Linked DNA regions of Sus scrofa: region 2 is linked to region 1. A link is a contact called in public Hi-C data. All regions are on one chromosome and are shown on one strand. The core of a region is the stretch at or near the end of the contact, and the rest is flanking DNA. Distances in the headings are between cores, read along the strand shown.

What was found. A called contact is a pair of places that touch in the nucleus more often than the background predicts.
Region 2: a Hi-C map of embryonic fibroblasts shows a contact between it and region 1, with 2.2 times the contacts expected there. A contact is called at or near these places in 1 of 5 promoter capture datasets (liver), 4 of 47 Hi-C or Micro-C datasets (blood, embryonic fibroblasts and heart right ventricle) and 2 of 2 datasets of targeted methods (alveolar macrophages and skeletal muscle).

Annotation. Positions count from the first base shown.
Region 1 is chr3:38,385,977-38,391,483 of Sscrofa11.1, reverse strand. It overlaps CREBBP (CREB-binding protein), which reads right to left and starts at 3,118. Exons shown (of 31, transcript XM_005662184.3): 1 at 2,832-3,118. The coding sequence starts at 2,916.
Region 2 is chr3:38,440,058-38,445,564 of Sscrofa11.1, reverse strand. All of the region lies in intron 2 of CREBBP (CREB-binding protein), which reads right to left. Among named protein-coding and RNA genes, the nearest start is that of CREBBP, 54 kb to the right of the region's middle.

The sequences.
Region 1 (5,507 bases), core at 1,869-4,368:
AGCATCAAGTGTAACTATTCCCTGGGCCCACGGCCTGCCCCCAGACCCCAAAGACATGCCCTGGACAGTGACAGTCCAAGTCACCCCAGCTTCTCAGGCCATCAGAGCCTCCTTCTACTCCTAACGCCTCAGCTCTTCCCAGCCACAGAGCTCTCCTCCCTCAAATTTCATCACATGAGCAACGAATAGGCATGGCTCTGCCCGGTCCAATTCTTTTTTTTTTTTTTTCTTTTTGCTATTTCTTTGGGCCACTTCTGCGGCATATGGAGGTTCCCAGGCTAGGGGTCTAATTGGAGCTGCAGCCGCCGGCCTACACCAGAGCCAGAGCAACTCGGGATCCGAGCCGCGTCTGCGACCTACACCACAGCTCACGGCAATGCCGGATCGTCAACCTACTGAGCAAGGGCAGGGACCGAATCCGCAACCTCATGGTTCCTAGTTGGATTCGTTAACCACTGCGCCACGACGGGAACTCCTGCCCGGTCCAATTCTATCCTAGAAGCCACAAACCCATATCTCCTCATTTAAATGAGGCTGAGTCTCTCGAGAATGTTATTCTCAGGTCTCTCCCCATGTTTCCATTTAACAAAATGCCTTCGATCCTTTGACTGCGTGTAATCTAATCCCTTTAGTCCTTGCTTTGCCTTGACAGACATCCTTAAGCCCTGCTTCAGACCAGCAGTTACGGGAGACAAGGCTGTACCTTGCTTCATGTGCTCAGTGAGGGCCCTTCCAAGGCCCTGACACTAAGAGACCCTCTCACAGGGACATGATGGTGCCGAACGCGCCACCAAGGACCCGACACACATATAAAGGTGAATTTATTCTTTGGATTATTTAAACAGAGCTGTTAAAACTGACTTTTTTGTTCCACATTTGGAAAAGCAAAAGAGCTCCAGTGCCTCAAAAGGATCAAAATTAGAAAGGGAAAAAAGTGGTCAAAATCCACCCTTTCTGATAAATTTTACTGTGATCAGCCACACATTAAGTAGATATCTGACCATCCAATAACAGAAGTGCCCCAAGAGCCAGTCCTTTGGGTGCCATCTTGAAAAGAGGTACAAGTTTACAGTGGGACAAGCCTTTCTGCTACGTCTCACGTAACTCCCTTGTCCCTCTGTATAAAAAGCAAAGTCTAAAATAACCTCAATCAACAACAGCAAAGCTGCAAAGCCATTCAAAAGTTACGTTTCAGAGGACAAGCTTCAAAGCAAACTTGTCCAGTATGATCTATATTTCATATGATTAAAGATTTTTCACTCAAACATGCCAAGATTAATGGAGCCAAGATGAGCTATTCTGCAGTAAAATCAGAGTTTTTTAAATGCAGTAAAATCAGAGCATTGAAATCATGGTTGTTCTCACATTTCTCATTTCAGATAAGCTGATTTTACAAAATTAACATCAAACACAACACTTCATCAGTTTTTTTTTTTTAAAGAAGAGTATTATTGGTGACTTTTATACACCATGAGACTTAACTGACTCTTCTCCAACTGTTTCAACAAATTTCATTTCAACTAGACAAGAATCTCATGATTTTTTTTTTACACTTTCTCTCAATTCTACATTAAAAAATAGTCTAGGAATTGTAGTAAAACTGCAGCCACAAAACTCAAGTTTTGTTCCAACAATAGCAATAGATTTTTAGACCACTAGCAGAAAAACGCTAGTGGTCAGTCACAGAAATGTTTGCACAAGCTGAACAGCTGTGTCTACTGCAAATCTGAAGGCACTGCTGCAGCAATATAATTCAATTCTGACCCATTCATTATAAACTGATTTACAGATGCTGCTACTGCAAGATCACAGTGGAGAAATGCAAGCTGCGCTGGGGATCAAATCGTTCACCGAAGCGCACAAGTTTTTAACGCAAAGGAGAGCTCTGAAAGAGGAAATACAACTAGTTCATAACGCTACCATGAACCAGCCCAGAAGAACCTAAAACTATAAATGAATAGAAAACTAAAACACTTCCCTTAGGTAATTGATGTGATCACCTAAGAAAGTTTCCAGGGAAGATGTTTAAAACAGTGAATTTATTCAGTATCCTACCGAAAAAACTAGGGAGGAAGACTGTAATTCCCCCATTCCTTAACATATTTTTTCTTCTTACATCTTCACTGTAAAAGCAACACAAGCTCACTTGCAGATTGCAGCCCGGATCAATCTGCTATTTAACTTTCTTCCGAAGTTACAGTCTTGAAATTAAACACCCCACTTAGGACGTCTTCCGAAGTTTGGGGCTGTGAAAAATGGGATAGCTCAGGAGACCAACAACAAGAGTTTTCAAAGTAACTACTAAGCATTTTTCCCAAGCAGCACATTCCAAAAAACTTCTAAGTCGTAACTCAAGAGGCTGGCTGCAGCTCTGCGTGTCTTCTGGTTGCCTTGTGAATGTGCTACCAATTCAGAAAACATTTCGGGTCCCCTTTGGGCTGCACGCTTTCCTTCCCTCACTGGCAAACGCACCCTCCGCTGTCATCCCTTCAAACAGCCACGCGTGTGTCGACCCACGGCGGCAGAGGGTGGCAAAGGGACTCACCACGCAGAACAAACACGCTCCGCTTTACTTTTCCCCCCTGGAAGTACCACTCGGGCTCCACGCGAGGAGGGCTCGCCAACTCCGGGCTATGCGAGCGCACCGGGCATGTGCCGCCCCACTCGGGCCCCAGGCAGTCTTCCGACAAACTTCCCCCTCCGCGGCCGGGGTCCCGGGGAAAGGGCCCCGCACGCCCGCCCTCGAGTTCGGGTCCCCCGGGGGCACTCACCTCCGGGCAGGGCTGTCAGCGACCCCCGGGGCCCCTGTTCCCGCCCGGCCCCCTACTCACCTGTGCTGTCATTCGCAGAGAAGCCGGGCGAGCTGAGTTTGGCTCGTTTGGGGTTGGGCGGTCCGTCCAGCAAGTTCTCGGCCATTTTCACCTGCTCGCGAAAACAGCCCCGAGCGCGGGCGGCGGGGCCGGCGAGGGCTCCGGGGCGGGGGTCGGCGCCGGCCCCGGCCGGCTGCGAGGGGAGAGCGAGCGCGAGCCGCGAGTCGCGAGCGAGCGCCGAGGGAGAGGGAGGGCGCAGGGCCGGGTGGGGGAGGCGGCGGCCAAATCTCAGCCACAGCAACAGCGCCCCGCAGCGCTCACCGCCCGCCCCCGGCCGCCGCCGCCGCCGCCGCCGCCGGCCGCGGCCCCCTCATCCCCTGCCCGCCTCCCGAGCGCGACACTCCGCGGCGGGGGCGCCCCGGCGGCCCGGCGGCCCCCCGGGCCCGGCTGGCAGCGACGGCGCCCGGCCGGGCGGCTCAGGCAGTCCCCGGGAACATGGTGCCGCCGCCGCGCCGCCGCCTCGCTCCCCCCCCGCGCCCCACTTAATTAATTCGCTCGCGGCCCGACGACCGGGGGGCTCCGGGCTCCGCTCCCTGCCCGCGGCCCGCCGCCGCCGCCGCCGCCGCGAGGAAAAACAATGAGCGAAGCGGGGCCGCCGCCGCCGCCGCCGCCGCGGCCCCCCCACCCCCCGTTCCGCCGCCGCCGCCGCCGCCGCTGCCGCCGCCGCCGCCGCCGCCGCCGCGGCTCCGGGAGGCCGAGCCGAGAGGCGAGCGGGGCCGCCGGAGCGGGCGCCGAGGGCCAGGCGGAGCGGGCCGGCCGGGCGGAGCGGGGTGCGCGGGCGGTTGTGGGGCCCGGGACCGGCGGGGCCGAGTAGATCGCGCTCGAAGCCCCGGTCGGGTCCGCGACAAGATGGCGGCTGTTGATTCCTCAATTAAAAAAAAAAGAAAGTTTTTTTTCTTCTCTTTCCAGAGCCTGAACGGGGAGGGGGAGGGGGCGGGGCACGCCGGTGCGTCACCCCCCCCCGCGGCGTCACCACGCACGGCCCCCGCCCCGCCCCCTCCACCTGCGCCGGCCGCAGCGGAAAGAGCCGAGCGCGTTCGGACGGAAAGGGCCGAAGGCGCGGCTGCCGTACGTCGTGCGGCCGAGTGGCGGGGCGGCTAGACTGCCCGGCGGGGGCCGGGCCTGCGGGGCGCCGGGCGCCGGGCACCGCCGCCACTTTTGTTCTGACGGCGACTGGGCGGCGAGGGGTCTGGCTGCGGCCTGGCAGCAAGCCGGGCCCCCAGGCGCGGAGTTGGCGCCGCCCGGGCCTGCCCGTCCCGCAGGCGACTCTGCCCAGTCCCGGCTCCCCGCGCCCCTGCTCCGCGACCCTTCTCGGTGACCAGGGCTGGCAGCTTCTCCCCGCCGGATGCCAGCGTTGTGTCGTGGCCTCTGCAGGTTACAGACTGCTCTTGGGTCCGCCCGTGAGCGAGTGCAGATGGGGAAACTGAGGCAGGAAGTGGCAGGGCCGAGATTCGAAGGCCTCCACGTGAAGTGAGGAGGACGCAGGACTCCTGAGCCCTTGTTCCCCAGCCTGATGCAATAGGGGCCCCAGGTCCGACACCCTCACCTGCACCGGGAAGTGGTGAGCGCTGCTTCCCAGCCAAGCACACTCAGTCTGCGCCGGGCCCAGAAGGCCCCATTACATCAGGGCTTAGGGCCCTCGTGCCCTACGCAACCATCTGGACCCCGCAGGTGCTGCAGTCAGGTGTGAGGTTCCCCCGGAGGCCCGCCCGCGTGCCCACTATCCGCAGGACAGTTACACACAAATCTAAGGTGTTCACACATCTCAGCTCATTATCTGCTTCTCACAATTTGCCTGGGCTTCATCCCACGTCTTTATCTGAAGGGTATCACCAACGACCTGTTTGTTTCCTAAGCCAGAATTCTGTGAGTCCTCCTCTCCCTCCACCCACCAAGCAACCTGCCTCCCCAGATCCTTTACCTGGACAAATGGCTCTTCCTCCTCGTTCCACTGCCCCAGAGTCTTTTTTTTTTTTTCTTTTTGCTATTTTTTTGGGGGGCATATGGAGGTTCCCAGGCTAGGGGTTGAATCGGAGCCGTAGCCACCAGCCTACGCCAGAGCCACAGCAACACGGGATCCGAGCCGCGTCTGCAATCTACACCACAGCTCACGGCAACGCCGGATCGTTAACCCACTGAGCAAGGGCAGGGACCGAACCCGCAACCTCATGGTTCTTAGTCGGATTCGTTAACCACTGCGCCACAATGGGAACTCCCCCCAGAGTCTTCTTGCTTCTCCAGGGTGGTGGCATCTTCCCACCTCAGTGTCCCTTACAATCTGCATTTCTCCCAATGCACCACCTGAGTTAACTTCTTGGAAAAAGAAAGAACTCTGCTTAAAACAAATAGCTCCTACATGTAGGGAAAAAAAAAAACACATTTATATAGTCTCGGGTGGAAAACAACATGTATAGTTTGTTTCGTGTATATCATAAAGTACTGTGTGTGTATATATATGATATATGCCAAAAAAACTGATTGTCTTCAAGTGTCAAGCCTGAGTGCTCTCTCTCCTTTTTTCTATTTATCTGTATTGTTCAGAATCTTGACTGAGCCCCCTCCCTTGCATCCCTCTCTTCCACTTTCCCTTCCTCTCGCCACCCTCACTCCCCCACACCCACACAGCCGCTAGGAAGT
Region 2 (5,507 bases), core at 1,930-4,429, 54 kb before region 1:
TGCACCCACTGCCCATGGAGGTTCCCAGACTAGGGGTCTAATCAGAGCTATAGCCGCTGGCCTACGCCACAGCCACATCAACATGGGATCCAAGCCGCATCTGCGACCTACACCACAGCTCATGGCAACACTGGGGAGATCTCCTACTCGGCTAACTCATCTGGTCAGATAAGGGAGGAGCTGAGAACCGAGGAACTAGCCAGCTGTGTCAAGGCAAAGTCACACTGTTCATGAAGTTTCTCCCAGAATGGGTTTCGACAAGACTAGAAGCCCAGTATTCACTTTCTTGCTCCTTCGTAGGAAACAGTCCCTCTGCAGTTAGGGGCACCACAGGTGGTACCTCCTGGCCCAAACTCCCTGATGGTGAGATGCTGGGCCAGGGAGTGCTGGGCAGTCCATGGCAGGGAGGGGTGCTGGGGCAGTCACGCCCTAACACATTTGTGCAAGGTGCGTTTTTTTTGTTTTGTTTTTTGGTTTTGTCTCTTTGTCTTTTTAGGATCGCCCCCGCAACATGTGGAAGTTCCTAGGCTAGGGGTCCAATCAGAACTGCAGCCACTGGTCTACGCCAGAGCCACATTAACACCAGATCTGAGCCGTGTCTGCAACCTACATCACAGCTCATGGCACTGCCGGATCCTTAATCCACTGAGCAAGGCCTGAGTCCTCAGGGATGCTAGTCGGGTTCATTAACCGCTGAGCCACAATGGGAACTCTGGGAGGTGCATTTCTGAGAGAACAAGTCCAATATCAGATTCTCAAAGGGGGTCCTAAGACCCCCTAAAGATTAAGGATGCCTATCCTTGGGGAAGGCACTTCCCTCACAAGTGTCAGGGAAGGGCTGGCTCTTGCCAGGACCTCACACGCCCCTGCCACTTGCAGGCCTGTCCCCGTAGACGGACTCCCATCCATCGACCTTCATCCAACAACCACGCTCACAGATGAACTGTGCCCAGTTTTCAACTCCAAACATCCTGCTGAAAGGCACCCTCACAGATCATAACCATTTATGAGCCCAAAGCTTCAGGGGACACACTGTGTGATGAGCTGAGACTATCAGGAAAGGGAAGAGGAAGGATGCCTAGGACGGAGAAGCACAGCCAGAAACAAGCTGCCACGTCCCAACTGTACCGAGAGCCAGCCCATCAGGGCTTCGGAAATGCTCTGAGTGGCAGCAAACACTGAGTTTGATGTGGTTTTGATGAACCCACTAAACACCTTGTTTTTTCAAAAGCTGAGTTCTTCAGTTTTCCTCACATCTTGATATACACTTAAAACCACACTACACAGCAGAGTGATCAGAGGAAGTACTGCCAGGGTGTGCATGTGTAACTGATGCTGGTCAGGAAACAGAAAGAAAACAAAATATAACCTTTAGCGATAAGTTTAGTTAAGGACAATAGGACAGGTTAAAATTTTTAGCTGCGGAGTTCCTGTCATGCCTCAGTGGAAATGAATCTGACTAGTATCCATGAGGACGCAGGTTCGATTCCTGGCCTCATTCAGTGGGTTAAAAATCTGGTGATGCCATGAGTTGTGGTGTAGGTCACAGATGCAGCTCAGATCTGGCGTGGCTATGGCATAGGCCGGCAGCTGCAGCTCTGATTTGACCCCTAGCCTGGGAACTTCCATATGCTGCAGGTGTGCCCCCCCCCCAAAAAAAAGAGAGAGAGAGGGAGAGAGAGAAAGGGGTGGGGAGAAAATGACACTTCGTTGATATATAAAGGGTGGTCAGAAAGCTTAGAAACAGCAAATCAGCTGGCAGTGAACCTGCTGTGAGGTTCACGCCGCCCCCACCACAAGCGCATCACCCCTGCTTAGGCAGAACCCTGTCTCCTCCGAGCTCCAGAAACCGCTGTCAGAGACAGGCTCAGTGCACCAAGAGCAGGCACTGGCGAACACGGCCCGGAGGCCAAAGCAGCCGAATGCCTGTTTTTGAGAAAACGAGACACAAGTTTTATTAGAACATGGCCACAAATAAGATTTTGTCCTGAGGGGCAGTGAGACATTGTGGACTCTGGCGATATTTACCTGGTCTGAGGGTGGCCCTGCCACTTGCTAGCTGTGTGAACTTGGGCAATTTACTTAAACCTCTCTGTGCCTGAGTTTCGTCACTGGTTAAATGGAGGTAATAGCACCTCCTCTTAAGAGAATTAAGTGGATTCACATATTGAAGCCCCATGAAGAGGGACTGACGTGTAGCAAGGGCTATAGGTGCTGACTAGTACACTGTTACTTGGCTTTGGGGGACTGTTTTACACGAAATATAAACTCTTTCAGAAGAACGTGGAGAGTAATAGTAAAATGAACATTTTTTTTCAGCGAATGTGTGATGGTGGGGAGTGGTTCCAACAGGAAGGGTCACCAGGGGGATTACTGTCATTTTACTGAGACATTTTCAGAGAATCACGAAATAAATGTGACCAAAACAATCTTACACACTTACCAGTTGTAGAAATATGTTTCCCCCCCCTTTCTTTCTTCTTAGGGCAAAACCTGTGGCATATGGAGGTTCCCAGGCTAAGGGGTCGAATCAGAGCTGTAGCTGCCGGCCTACACCACAGCTCAAAGCAACGCCAGATCCTTAACCCACTGAGCGAGGCCAGGGATTGAACCTGTGTCCTCATGGATGCTAGCCAGACTTGTTTCCACTGAGCCATGATGGGAACTCCCTGGATTGAAATTTAAATCAAAACATAGAAGAAGTGAACAAGAAAGACCATTCCCACCAAAAAAGAGATTGATGCAACTCCCACTTGCAAGATGCCGAAGAAAAAGCAACAAACGTTCCATTTGATGTGGCTTCAACCTAACCCAACAGGTTTATTAACCTCAAGTTTTTAGCATCTTTCTTCACGTGTTGGTATACACATAAAACCAAAAATTCATATGAAGTGTGTAAAAAAACACCATTTAGTGAGCAAAATTTTGCCAAATAATTTATGAGTCACAAGTATTCTTTCTTTTCAAGGACAAAAAACCCAAAAAAACAAAAACAGAAAAACAAAACCCAGAACTAACCCAGAGTGTGGCCATATCATCTGGAAAGCCAAAAGCATTTTCTCTTGGCAACCTAACACTGCTGGGAGAAAGCCAAGAGAAGCAGTTTTCGTGGAGAGGCACGGCTGCATTCAGTTGTCTGCTATCACCCGCTTGCTCTTGGACTCCTTCCAGGAGCTCGACTTGGCAAATAAAGAGTAAGTAGAAATACTCTACAGATCGCGAGGCCAAAGCCATTGCCCGGCTGTCCTGTGTCACCTGGGAATAGGAGAACTGGGCTCAAGAGGTGGGGCCGCGTGAGCAGCCCACCTTGCTGAACAACGTGGAAAGCGTGGCCCCACGTCTGCACACTCCCCATAGACAAATAAATTGTAACTGGCCGACAGGTACAGGTATTTACTGACTCTCATGGTACCACACTTGGATAATATGTGTCCAGAATGTGACTCAGAACAGTGCAAACTCCTAAAGAGAAGGTGACAGGACAGCAGACCACTGCCAAGGTCTCAAGCTTGGGGCCTCATTGGTGTTTGCCCAATTGTTCTAGAAACTTCCAGCAACTAAAGCAGTGCCCTAGCACTGACGGTGTTCCTCACCGGTTAAGACACACCGGCTCCCAGGTACAGTCTGCCTTAATTCACAAGCGAAAGCACAGGCCGAGGCCAGTGGGGGAACCAATCCCGAGTCCGTGGTGAACAAGGAGTGTGACCGCGACCTCTCGCTCCCCCTAAGCTTTAGTGCTCCTCAGCCTTCAGACATGAAGCACTGAGATGACACTAGGTGATCTTTAAAGTTCCTGGTGATCCTAAAACCCAGGGACTTTTCTGGTTATACACAATCGGCCCTTGAATCCTAGGGCATCCCACTACTGAAGGCCCAGCGACTGGCAACGAGAGGCAGCTGGGATCAGAGTCCACGAGGCCGAGTGCCTGTCCCTGGGTGAGGGGACCCCACTAAGGCCATGCTCCCCAGGGGCGGCTGGCTGCCTGCTGAGGAGACTGGGACTTTGCAGGGCGCCCCCTGCCATCCCCACTACATGGGCCCCCAACCCTCCACCGCCTTGCGGCCTCCGTGCCATTTCCCAGAGCCTGCAACAGGACGCACTGCCAAGCCAACGAGAGGGGATGAAACTTAAATCCATTACTTCCCCTCATTCTTCCAAGTCCTAACATTTTTTTTTTTTTTTGGTAGGAAAGCAGCCTCTTTAGGATTGAGCCAAGCCAACCCTTACCAAGTCCACAATGGCTAGGGAGAAAGAGGAGGAAGAGAAAAGATGCTAAAAGAGGAGGAAAGAGAAGGGAAAAGCTAAGAAAAGAGCCCTGCACACTTCACAAAGACCTCACCGCAACTCAGCTACAATGCGACAGAAGGCCAAGCTCTTAATAAACCTTACCCCAAGCCTCTACAAGGAGAGCTCTCCTGGTAGGCCAAGAAGCCCCCTCTCCTCCACGGACGGACAATCCGCTTGAAAAATAATGCAACTGAGCAAGCAGCGGGGACAGTGGGGAAACAAGGTGACGCCCACACAGGTCATGCAGGAGCTCGGGGAAGGAGAGGCAGAGGCGGCAGAGCGTGCAAAGGAGGCTTTAGTGAACACGGCCTTCGATTATTTCCAGTAAAACTCAAAGGAGAAAAAAAAGAAGGCTCAAATTTCAGAGAATTTTGTCCTTCCTCTCCCTTGGAGCAGAAAAATTAAACAAGTTCTTGAAACAGACCGACTGTGGGCTTCATGCTTGGGCAGGAGAACCCGCACATGGACAGGAGTCCCAGGAGGTAGGGGGAGGACCCAAACCCAGGGTTTTCTGGGGCCTGCGTGGCCGCAAGAAGAGGACGGAGGGGATAAAGTCAATCCTGCCCAGCTTATTAAATGCCATAAATCTCAAGCCATAAAGCGCACCCAAAGACATAGCACTGTTTCAAACACATGTGGCTCGACGTCTAACCAAACCCGAGCTGTGTGAAGTCCTAGCAAAAACACACGTGGCAGTAAAGTATTCTCAGTCAGGTCACTGGGGCAGAGACGTGGGCTGAGGACACCCAGAGGCATCTTAACACTCTACAGACACTGAGCCTCATTCCTAAAGACAACGTATGTAAAGGCAGCTGGAAAAGGAAAGCACAAAACCAACACGCGGCATTAAAGCCAAGACAGTGCTCTTCCTACAAAAACTTGGCCAGTACTGACAAGGGAAAAACGTGCCTCTTGCAACATTCAGTTCTAAAAAACAGGATACAAACAACATAGTCCCCATAACACAGGCTCACGTGTGTACACAGAGCAAGGAAGAGAGGACGCCCAGGTATTTAACAGTGACTAACTCTGAAGGGCTTAGAGATGGTTTTTAGTTTTAAAACATTTTCTGTGTTACTCAAATTCTCTGCATAAAGCATTGTTAAGCTGTTTCTCAGAGCCACGCTTGACTCAAACCTTCTGACTGCCCACTGACAAGATGACCCACTGTTGGGCTGCACAGCTGTACTTAAAATATTAATTTAACCTGTCATCAGAC